Regions from separate parts of the Mus musculus genome. Here regions 2 and 3 are each linked to region 1. A link is a contact called in public ChIA-PET data. All regions are on one chromosome and are shown on one strand. Each heading gives the region's core, a stretch centred on a gene start, on an enhancer-like site or on the middle of the called end of the contact. The rest is flanking DNA. Distances are from core to core; before and after follow the strand shown. Region 1 holds the start of Dusp2 (dual specificity phosphatase 2). Region 2 has its middle 25 kb from the start of 1810024B03Rik. Region 3 overlaps Blvra (biliverdin reductase A).

What was found. ChIA-PET counts read pairs in DNA pulled down with a chosen protein or histone mark.
Region 2: a contact with region 1 is called in an RNA polymerase II ChIA-PET map of effector CD8 T cells, with 65 read pairs. The contact joins the enhancer-like site here to the promoter of Dusp2 in region 1. A contact is called at or near these places in 6 of 39 promoter capture datasets (the 3T3-L1 cell line, the C10 cell line, embryonic stem cells and 3 more), 10 of 484 Hi-C or Micro-C datasets (the AML12 cell line, embryonic fibroblasts, embryonic stem cells and 6 more), 3 of 115 datasets of contacts at active chromatin or transcription factors (effector CD8 T cells, embryonic stem cells and memory CD8 T cells) and 3 of 9 other capture datasets (adipose tissue, liver and pancreatic islet).
Region 3: a contact with region 1 is called in an RNA polymerase II ChIA-PET map of effector CD8 T cells, with 5 read pairs. The contact joins the enhancer-like site here to the promoter of Dusp2 in region 1. A contact is called at or near these places in 4 of 484 Hi-C or Micro-C datasets (the HPC-7 cell line, embryonic stem cells and myocytes), 2 of 115 datasets of contacts at active chromatin or transcription factors (effector CD8 T cells and memory CD8 T cells) and 1 of 9 other capture datasets (liver).

What each region holds. Positions count from the first base shown.
Region 1 is chr2:127,333,569-127,337,435 of GRCm38.p6, reverse strand. It overlaps Dusp2 (dual specificity phosphatase 2), which reads right to left and starts at 1,277. Exons shown (of 4, transcript NM_010090.2): 1 at 799-1,277; 2 at 538-659; 3 at 1-187. The coding sequence starts at 1,198. Gm46762 (a long non-coding RNA gene) reads left to right here and starts at 1,885. Exons shown (of 3, transcript XR_003953899.1): 1 at 1,885-3,514.
Region 2 is chr2:127,181,640-127,185,176 of GRCm38.p6, reverse strand. No RefSeq gene overlaps it. Among named protein-coding and RNA genes, the nearest start is that of 1810024B03Rik, 25 kb to the left of the region's middle. Within about 2 kb of position 2,251, at least 362 of the 459 cell types and tissues checked have an H3K27ac peak or open chromatin away from gene starts, as enhancers often do. A contact at or near this core is called in the AML12 cell line, adipose tissue, effector CD8 T cells and 10 more, where this site is marked.
Region 3 is chr2:127,084,175-127,087,996 of GRCm38.p6, reverse strand. Blvra (biliverdin reductase A) reads right to left here. Exons shown (of 8, transcript NM_026678.4): 4 at 1,915-2,034; 5 at 1,055-1,152. Among named protein-coding and RNA genes, the nearest start is that of Gm39922, 13 kb to the left of the region's middle. Within about 2 kb of position 1,581, at least 33 of the 459 cell types and tissues checked have an H3K27ac peak or open chromatin away from gene starts, as enhancers often do. A contact at or near this core is called in effector CD8 T cells, where this site is marked.

The DNA.
Region 1 (3,867 bases), core at 28-2,527:
TTATCTCCACCATCTGGTTATCTTCTACTGGAATGCTCTTGTAATGGAAAAGACCCTCAAAGTGGTTGGGGCAGCTGGCAGAGACATTGAGAACTGCTGTGATGCCGCAGGCCTGCAGGCCCTGAAGATCTGAGGAGTGGTTGCAGCTGCCCAAGTACAGGTAGGGCAAGATTTCCACAGGACCACCCTGGAGGAGGAAGGGGACGGTGGTGAGACCTCACTCAGCCTTGTGCTGGAGGGCTTGATCCAGACATCTTGGATTGGCTAGAAACAAGAGAAGCTCTAGGCCTTCTGACCAAGGACAGAATTAAAAGTCTTGAGGCCACAAGGGGACATATGTTCAGACACTTTGTGCCACATATGCCTTAAAGTCTGTATGAGGATATATACACGTTCACACCATTTGCAGGTCACACAAACACTCTCCACATCTGGGAATGTATATTGGAACACACCCCTGTCTTTCCCCACTGGCGTTCTCCAGAGGCATCCCTCTAGAATGCACAATGAAGACAACAAATTCGAATATCAACTCACCTGGTCATAGATCGGAACCCTCGGGTCAGAGTTGCTATTTTCGGCCCCAGCAGGAGGCAGGGCCTGGGCAGGAGCTTCAGAGCACAGATCCGGACAGTACGTCTGGAAGCTTTTGAAACCGCCTGTGGGAAAGACAAGAAAGGGTATGATTAGCCAAGAGGTCGGGAACGGGGCACGGAACGTGGGACAAGGGGCTAAGAGCGCGGGGCGCGGAACATGGGAGAAGGGGCGAAGGGCGCAGGGCGCGGGGCGCGGGCTCACCTCGCAAGAAGCACACGGTCGTGGGTCCCCCGCGCATCTCGTGCTGCAGTGCGGCTAGCAGCAGGTGAGCGGGGCCGTCCGGCGGGAGCTCGGCCACAGACGCGCTGCTTTCATCCAGCACCACGGCACGGGCCAGCTCCCCGCGGCCCAGGCGCGCCCGGAGTGCGCGGTCGGGCAACAGACAGGCGAGGGCAGCGGCGGGGGTGCCGCGCGCACGCCGCCGCAGCAGCGCGTTCCAGGGCACCGGTCGCGCGGCGCGCACGTGGCTCCGGCAGAAGGCCAGGAACGGGCGGCAGTCGAGCAGCAGCGTGCGCTCGGCCTCCCGCGGCTCCCGCAGCAGCGCGCCCAGCGCCGCGCACTCTAGCTCGCACGCCGTCTCCAGCCCCATGGCGATCGGCATCGCAAAGCCTCCTGCTTCCGGATGTCCTCTCCCTCGGCTCCGGCGGCGCGGTGTCTGTGTGGCGGGAGCTGACGGTTCTGGGGGCTCTTCGTCGAGCCCGGGCTTAAATACTCGAGGGCTGGCCCCTCGGGTCACCATACAAGGGTAGAGCAGGAAGGCGCCGGTGCCCGCCCCCGCGGCTTCACGTGGGACTCTGGCTGGGCCGCCCCCGGGGCTCCCTGAGCGGACAGGGGGTGGGTGGGGCGGGGCATCAGGGGGAGGGACACGCGGGGGAAGAAACTGGGAACCAGACCGTGACAAGTGTCGGCCTGGAGTCTAGAGGCCCCACCCACGTCTCTCCAGTGTATATGCCCCAGTGCTCCCCACTCTTTGCCAGGCTTCAAGCCACTAAGTGCTTAGGAACTCAGCTCTCAGCTGCACCGAGCCTTTGAGTTACTCAGGTCTTCAGCTTCCTCACTTTTCCCATTTTCTCCCAGGGTTTTCATTCTAGGAATTTCGATAGCAAAAATGGACAAATTACCTGTTGCTACCCATAATGATACACTATTAGGAAAGACACCAACCGTCAGGAAATTGTCCTATTCTCCCATGTCAGGCCCAGGCCCAGGTGGAGGAGTCCTGGAAAGCCAAAGCCCTGGGGCAGGGGCGGGGGTGGGGTGGGGTGGGAGGGGCTTTAATGGGGAAGGGGCGCAGGGGCCTGTGACGAGTTTCCTCTTATGACTGGGACAGTTTCTTTCCCCAGGGGCCCAGGGAAACCCCCAAGAGCCTAAAAAGAAGTAGTTCCCATGCCACAGGCCAGGGCTAAAGAGGAACTCTGTTGACGATGCTGGGCTCTCCCAGGGCATAGCCAGGCCTGGCGGGAATTTCAGGGGAAGAAGGACTATTCACAGAACCTGTTCCCTTCCGACCCCTTAGGAGCTACAAACCCCTCTGGGACAGGCCCTGGTCCCACACCAAACTGTAAGAATGAAAAACTGGGTAACTCACAGCCATTCTGTGCTCCCCCACTCAAGTGCCTGCCCGCCCCCCCCTCCCGGATGTGGTGAGGCCCAGCTGCACGTGGGCCCCCCGGGACACTCCTGCGTTGGGGGCGAGAAAGTTGGTAGGTGGCTGAACTGAAGCAGGCGGGTGGGGACAGTGTTCAGAACCCAGCCTCCCAAATCTTTATTGCCCTGAGCCAATCCTCTGCCTTTACTAAGACCCTTCCAGCATCCCTGCAGATCCTTTGTTTCTTGGAGGCCTGTGGCTAGAACCTGTGGGGACCCCTAACATAAGGTATGGTAGGTATATAGGTGCTCGAGCAAAATATTATGCCTTTCCTCTTGATTTGGGGAACTTGGGGCTTGTGGGGGATACAGAATGCCAGGGAGAGCTACGAGGACTCCTGGACCAGGAGTCATGGACTTGTGTCTCAGTGGCACGGTCATGCAAGTTGGTTCCAGGGCCACAGCCTGGGTCCCTTCCCACCAAGCCTGTCTGGAGGCTGATACAGCACAACTGGCAGCCCAGCCAGGGAGTCTGGACCATAGATCCCTGAAGCTGATAGGGGGCTCTTATCCTTGGCATCAGCCTCACAGATGACTTAATGGCTGATTCCAGGGACAAATTACAGAGCATGGAGGGGGACCATCATGTCTAGTCTTGCTGAACAGAGTCACCTGCCATGCCTGGAGCCACAGCCTTCCAGCTGTGGAGAAGAGGGGAGGCCCTGCTAGCTGAGGTCCCTGCAGCAGGAGTGAAATCAACTTAGCTTTGTGGGAAACTCCAGCCCCTGACTCCAGTGCTGAACTGAGCTGCTGGGCCCCCTGGCAGGGTGAGAGTGTGTCCCTCAGAGTCTGCTGGGTGCCTCAGTCTTTGCATATGAGCCAATGCGGATCTGTCACACATACACCCCAAAGCCACTGTCCTTGGCGTGGTACCCTTTTCAGCTCTGACAAACACAGATGAACTCAAAGAAGCCAAACTGAACCATAAAAGAGGAGCTTGCCTTCATCTTCTGCTGGAGTCCCAAATCAGGGGGAAACCCCCACCTTCAACACCTGATGAAAGTCCAAGGCTGGGGTAGAAGAGCCCACATCCCTCCCCAGCTCCTGTTCTGACTGAAGATCCCCACCCCCCAATGCCGCCACCAATGAGTCATCTGTAGGTTGTCTGCCACCCCTTGCTACCTCCTCAGGACCCTGTTTGTCCAGAACCATTCGCTGGAAGCCTGCCAAGAGGAGATAGGACTCTGGACATCGGCTGGGGATAACATGAGATGGGGCCCCAGCCAGGATGGCTGCTGGCACAGGCTGCCAAGTGCCTCTTCACTAGACAGTAAGTGACCACACGGTTGGTTTCTGTTTAAGGTTGTTCATGGCCTGGCTGTTACAGAACAGACCTAACAAGTGAGTTTGAGGCTCAGGTTTTATTTATTTTTCTTTCTTTAATTAAGACCGTGTGGGACTCATTTGGAAGAAGTGATGATTCCCTGTGTTGTTCTTTTCTGTAACCATTTATTTGGATGGCTGCTTAGACGTCACTGGCCTTCTGCCTTTGGGATTCTGGTTTGTCTGCTCAGTCTGCTTGCCCCATGGATTTCCCTTCCACAGTCAGATGCTCCAGGCTCTACCCTGACCCTCTTTCCCTTCCTCCCCAGTCCAAGGCCAGCCTCAAGTGGATGGCCCGGG
Region 2 (3,537 bases), core at 1,002-3,501, 150 kb after region 1:
TACTGAAGTGAACAGTTCATTACATGACTCAAATGAGGAATTTTAAAACACTGGTGTGGTACAATCCTTTATCTCAATATTTTAAGAATTTTCATCCATAGGAAAACAAGGTTATTGCCCGGGGAGCATGAGACTGGGATCAAAGGTGCCTGAGTCAACATAGCTTCTCTTAGAAACAGTTCTAGTACAGGGAAGAAGATGCAGCTCTCCTAGAATTTTTGCACCTTCCCCAGAAGAAATCGCTCCTAAGTGATTACAAGATTAATTAAGAAAAATCTCTTTAATGACAGCATGCATTCAGCTCTGGCTAATGCTTAGAGAAGAGACAGCCAAGAACAGATTTTACATTCCACATATGCTGTCTCATGTAAGTCTCTCTTAGGTTCAGGCCCCAGGTTAAACAATTTAAATATGGACTGGAGACTGCAAGTCCCACAGATGGGAGATTTACACAGAAAAGATATAACCAGAATTATTTTTAAGTATACCAGTGCATTGAAACAGCAGGCCACTCTTTGGTGATGGGGTCCTGAGTTTGAGGTGCCGGAAGATGAGAAGGTTGGAAAAGTAGAAGAAAGCAGTGGTGGCAAACGCCTTTAATCTGAGTACTTGGGAGGCAGAGGCAGAGGTAGACAGATTTCTGAGTTCAAGGCCAGCCTGATCTACAGAGTTTGTTCCAGGACAGCCAGGGCTACACAGAGAAACCCTGCCTGGATAAATAAATAAATAAATAAATAAATAGAAGAAAGTATCAAAATTGTGATGGGGGTGTCTTGGATAGGCTGTCTATGCCACACAGGCTTCTGGAGAACAGCATCTTGTATACTTCTTACAGGGGGAAAATGGAACAAGATAGGAGACTTCTATGAAGTCAGCACAAACTACTATACAGTGAGAAAACCACAGGAAGGAGCTAATAAAAGAAAGCTGGAAAAACAGGAAGAGAGAATCTCTCAAAAACGTTCCTGACCAAGCCCACACTGGACTCGGGACTGATAACCATAGCCGCATGTGGTGGGATCTCAGGGTCTGAAGCAAGCCATCCCCGAAGGCCCTGGCCCCAGACCTCCACCCGCTCTCCCAAGCACCGTCCTTGCTTTAGAGAAGGAGCTCTATTTTATTCCCAGCACTTCAGGGCCTTAGGGGAAGCTCCCAAGCCTGAGCCCCAGGTTGGCATTGGCTCTGGAGACCTAGAAGGAGCTGTTCTATGCCTTGCTTGACCAGGCCAGTCCTCACCAAACAGTGTTTTTCCTTTTCAAAGAGTTATCACCAGCTGTAGTCTTGCCCATGTGACAAAACGATGCTTTTCTCAAGAAGAAAACCAGACCTTTATGGCACACCAGGCCTTAAAGTTGGTTGTGGCCCTATATTGCCCCTTGGAGCCACTTGTTAGAGACCTGCTCTTTGAAGTCAGGATGGGGCTAATTCATGATTGTAAAGCAGAGTTGTCTCCTACCTTATGGTTTGTGGACAAATGTCTGGACAATCCCGGTAAACTACCACATGTATTCTAGCATCCTATTCTCCAATCGGCCTTTTTAGCATAGCACATACCTGTGTGGAGTTTTAGGGGCAGTCCTCCCTCACCTACATTCGACTTGCCGCCACTACAAGCATTAGTCGATCCTTTACATCAATTTTACTCTTCTACATCACAGCTTAATATTTGAGTGCTATCCGACACACGAGATGCCTTTTACAGGCTCCACAAAATTAACTCGAAATGGGACTTATACCTAGCTATAAAATGCCTAAATGCTAAGGCCAAAACTTACAGAAGAAACTATAGAAACAAGGGCTCTCCAAGTTTGGCATCCTGCCAAGGGTATTTCTACACAGAAGCCCTTTCCCCAAATGCTTTGTGTAGATGCAGCCACCCTAGTGAGATTATTCCGAGCCCACAGCCGGGCCCAGGGAGAGAGAAGGACCACAGGGGAACCTCACAAGTAACAGCTTCTGTCAGGCTGCTGTTTACCACAGAGCCCCCTGGGCTCAGCCGCCTGCTCCTCCCTTTGTGGGAGACTGCCCTGCACTTAACGTGTCGGAACTTCTGGGCTTGCCTGAGCTCCCCGCACCCAGGAGCGGCACACAGAACACATCAAGCAGAAACATTCAAGACTGCTAGCTAAATTTAAAAGAGGAACTTGCAAGATCGCACCCGGAAGAGCCCGCCTTCTCTTTTGGGTGGCAGATCCGTCTGGATGTCCTAATTGGCTAGTGAATCTGGAGTGACATACACACCACCCATTGGATTAGAGTGTGCTGAAGGGACACAGCGGAATAATTCCGGGCACAGGTTGCCAGTCTGAGGCCAGTCCTTTCCCGGATCTGTAGAAATTTGCATTTCAGTACCACCTTTGTCTTTCTTCCAATTGCTTGCCGGTCTTTTTCCCCCACCCTGGTCAGGGGAAGACCCACAACTCCAATTTGCTCTTGGCTAAGTTACCCGCTTCTCTCCACTGTGGGCCACATTGCAAATTTGGAGCTTTCCAGAGCTCCAGTCACAACACTCAGTAGGCACTTCCGCTTCTTCCTTTTGGAATCATTGAGACTTTACTTAGGGAATGTTGATAAGTTCACATATAGGTTTGCCTACCCCTATGCATGCTATGTTAAATCCTCTTCTGAACTTGATCACAAGGTAAAAGCAGAGATTTTTAAGGGCATTCTTAGCTCAAAGTCATGCAGAAACATACGTAAATTATAAAAGTATTGGACAGAAATACCTCTAGAATGTTCATCTTCTATTACAAAATCTTAGCTAACCATCCAGTAAATGACGCTGTAAAAGTAGATGGCTAAGGAGCTCTTTGTTAATCATTATCTGTGATCTAACCAATAAATGTATCAAAATATATAGATACAAAAATGTATCAATGTACAGAAAGAACAGAGAACACTAATGCAGAGGACCAACCTCACCTAGGTCTGGGTTCCTAAGAGAAGGGGTGTTTGAGAGCAACAGGGAAACAAGCAACTTGAACTCAAATCATGGGTCCAAGCTGCTGGCTTATGTTCTGCTGAGATAGCATTCCAGATGAGATGGCTTCCCAGACTGCTTTCTCTGTGTCTGTGTGCTCTAGACTGATTTTACTTTCTATTCTAAAACCTCTGTGGTTGAGACAGCTAGCTTTCTGCGTGAGACAGCTCTCTCTGCTAGTAAAAATTCTAAACGCTCTCTGGATAGCTCCTCAGTTTTCTCACCAAAGTCAGAAAAACTGATCTAAAAAATTCTTGGCTTTTCCAATCAAGTCAAAAATACTGTTAGAAAAATTCTAAAAGTAATTCTTGGGTTATCAAAATCAGAAAGGAAAAAAAAATCTGCTGTGTTCACTCTTCACATAGCCTTCTCTGGATAACTGCTAGAAAACATTTTAACAGAGCTCTGTCACCTCTCTAAGTAATTCTTGGAATTTCTAACCTCAGACATTAGAATGTTAGGAAAAAATCTTGAAGAGCTGTGTTTGCTTTCCAGAGATATCCAGATAGCTCAGCTCTCATTACAGAAAAAACACTTTAAAAAGTACTGCAGTATCT
Region 3 (3,822 bases), core at 332-2,831, 250 kb after region 1:
TTAGTCCTGCTACCTGGAGAACAAGAAACTCTCAGACACCAAATGGATACAGCTGCTCAGCTCTGGACTTCTAACCTCCAGCAGTCTGAGATATGAGCTACATAAACCTCTTTTTTTTTTTTTTCATAGATTACTAATCTTAGCAAACAAAGATCTCTAATCCCCAAACTTTTTAAAAGAACTAAACATACAGTATGTTTAAGTTTCCTAGCATACAGTGAACCTTTAATAAATACTTATTAAATTAGTATAACAAGGAAACTATATAGTATACATATAAGACAACCACTTACATTGATTTGGGAATTTTTCCATTATTAAGTTGTTGCAGGATATTTGATCACACTGTGAACCCTGACATGGTGCTGTTTACTGGAAAAACCCATTTCTAGTTGTGGTGTAGCTCAGCCTTAACACATACCTTTAATCCAGTAGTTTTCTGCTTGAGTATTCTCAACGGATTAAATAAAGTCAACCATAGGTCAAGAGGAGGAACAAGTAACCAGTGGACAGGAAGTGAACATAGGATTATTAAGAAAAAAACCATAGAGAGTAAGAGGGAGTCAGAAGGGTGGGTAGAGAGACACACAGGAAGTAGAAGGGAGGGTCATTCAGTTTGAAGGAGCTTTTTGGTGATGGGGATTCATTCTGGGATGTCAGCTGAGAAGGAACGACAGCTGGGTGCTTCCTCTACTTCTCTGAGCTAGAAGGTTTTCAACCCAGCCCCTGGCTTCAATGGTAAAATCCAATGATTAAGATTTTGTTAAAAAAAAACCAAAACCCATCAGTAAGTATCTGAGGTACAAGTACAATATCAACATCATGCCACTGTGACATGTGGCAACCAATCTACTGTTTCATTAGAACAAAGCTAAGAGTCCACAGGCTCCTCTGCATTTTTCTCATCCACACACCTCCCTATGCATCCACAGCCTGGGCCAGGAGGGAGATGGGAACTCAGTAGCAAAGCCGATGCACATAAGGCAGCTTGCTGGAAAGGCAGTGACGTCACCCTAGAAACTCAGGAGGCAGACAGAGTCAGAGAAAACATCACCTTTCTGTGCAGCCAGCTCCCACAGCTCCTGCGCTGCCGCAAATGACAATGCCATGGGGTATTCCACGAGGACATGCTTGCCAGCCTGAAGAAACTGCCTTTGAAAACAAAAAGACAGGGAAAGGACACTTCAAATAAACTCACAAATGCCCTGTAGGAACACAAGTCTGCAAATGCATGAGAGCCTGTGTACGAGTGTCACAAACAGCCAAGACCCAGTGCCCCCATGAGAAAGTGTCACAAACAGCCAAGACCCAGTGCCCTTGCAAAGTAAAGAATGATCTATACCAAACATGTCCAGTTGTAAGATCATTTCACTATTCATCAGTATTCAAACTCTAGTTTACTTTCCACTACTGGGATAAACGCTGTGATCAAAAGCAGCTTTGGGAGAGAAGGGTTTATTTCACGAGATCTCACTATGTAGCTCTGGCTGTCTTGGAATTCACTAGGCTGTCCTGAAACTGACAGCTCTGCTTGCTTCTGCCTTGTGATTGCTGGGGTTAAAGGCGTGCATAACCACATCCGGTTCCTGACAGTATTTTTTTTACGTACAGTATAGTTCCTGCAGTAATTTTTTTGTGTGACTACACTGTCACTATCTTCAGACACACCAGAAGAGGGCATCAGATCCCATTACAGATGGTTGTGAGCTACATGTGGTTTCTCAGAATTGAACTCAGAACCTCTGGAAGAGAAGTTGGTGCTCTTAACAGCTAGGCCATCTCTCTAGCCCTCCTGACAGTAATTTTTAAAGGTCACAGGACAACGAGAATTTTCTGTGTTGACCATTAAGTCCCACTTGCATAGTTTTTAGCTTGCACATGTAAGGCAAAGCCTGTGTGCATCAAGAAACCTACCTTATATAGTCTTCGTGGCTGGAACTCTCAGTGCAAATATAGGCGACATCAACCTCTTGGCTGCGGAGAGCATCTTCCAAAGAAATCTGCCGTACATTATCAAGGCTCCCAAGTTCTCGTCTGTTTCAGAAATAACAAGCAGTCTTAAAAGTAGACAAAACTGAGGCTGATGAGATGGCTCAGTGGTTAAGAATACTGACTGCTCTTCCAAAGGTCCTGAATTCAAATCCCAGCAACCACATAGTGGCTCACAACCATCTGTAATGGGATCTGATGCCCTCTTCTAGTGTGTCTGAAGACAGTGACAGTGTACTTACATAGAATAAATAAATAAATCTTTTTTAAAAAGGTAGACAGAGCCAAGGCTTCTATTAGATGAGCAGCACTCTTCTCCCCCCTCCCAACAGTGCCCAGGGATGAGCTTTTGGAAAGTAAGAGACTCATTTTCTCCTTCCTATTTCCTGGGTGTTTTCCACTGTAGAGGAAGGAAAGTAAGCAGCACTTGGGCTGAATTCAGGAGACCTGGAATAGAAGCCAACATGGCCACCAATGCTGTGCAGAAACCACAAGCCTTCCAAGTTACTGCTCTAAAATAAAAAGAACCAGAACCTTGTAGTTCACACAAAAGGATCTTTGTGGTCATTTCTACTAAGCTCCTGATGAAATGTTGTGACTACCACAGCAAGCCAAACCTCACGTTCACACCACCCTGGTACAAACCATCATATACTGCAAGTTCCTTCATGTACTTCAAGGCTTGCTGACCATCAGGAGAAAAAGCAAGCATCCCTGTCTCTATTACAACTAGCCTAGAGAGGCCATGGTACCACAGCTGAGCAGTGGGGCCAGGATGGAAAGCTAGGGGACTATCACTATGACAGAGAACACAGTAAAAGAGCCGGAGTCAGGCCATTCTGTACTGGGCCCCGGTGCAAAAGCTTTAAGTGGTCCTGGAAGGAGGCTGCCTCGGAGACACGGACAACCAACAGCAGCTTCAGCCAAGCGGGAATCTGTAAGCTACCCACTGCACACTGCTAGATTTGACTGGCACTTATTGTTTGCCTACTGTGTGCTGCACTGTGGGAGAAAACATGAAGAATGAGCTCATGGGGCTGGAGAGATGACTCAGTGGTTAAGAGCACTGACTGTTTTTCCAGAAGTCCTGAGTTCAACTTCCAGCAACCACATGGTGGCTCACAACCATCTATAATGAAATCGGATGCCCTCTAAAATAAAATAAAGAATGAGCTCACATTCTGACAGAGGCATGGAGACACACACACACACACACACACACACACACACACACACACATACAGTACCAACAACAGCAACAAAAAGACTAAGTGGGAATTATATAGGGGTGCCTGGAAATAGGGGGCCAACTCAAGTCAGTCAGACTGGGAGGACGTGTTCCTGTGTACTAAATATGAACCACCACAGTGGTTATTTATGACTTGTGAAAGTATTTATATGGCTGGGCACAGTGGCACACACCTTTACTCCCAGCACTTGAGAGGCAGAGGCAGGTGGATCTCTGAGTTCAAGGCCAGACTGGCCTACAAAGTGAGTTCCACGACAGCCAGGACTACATAGAGAAATGCTGTCTCAAAAAAAAAAATTATCTGATTATCTGATGCTCTTCAGGAGCAACTGGACACAGAGCTCTGCCTGCACTGTCACTGCCACCCCATCATACTCCCCCTGTACCTGTGTCTACTTCATAATTAGTCTGCATTGCAGATGCTTGGCTGGGGAAGAGGGTAGGAGCAGACCTGACCGTGAAGCAAAAATGAAGACGAGGATCACATTTAGTTTCTATTCAGCTATAGTGAAAAGAATCCATACAGAAAAATGCCACGAGGAGAGGCCCTTGGACCTGAGGGCATTCGATGCCCACTGTAGGGG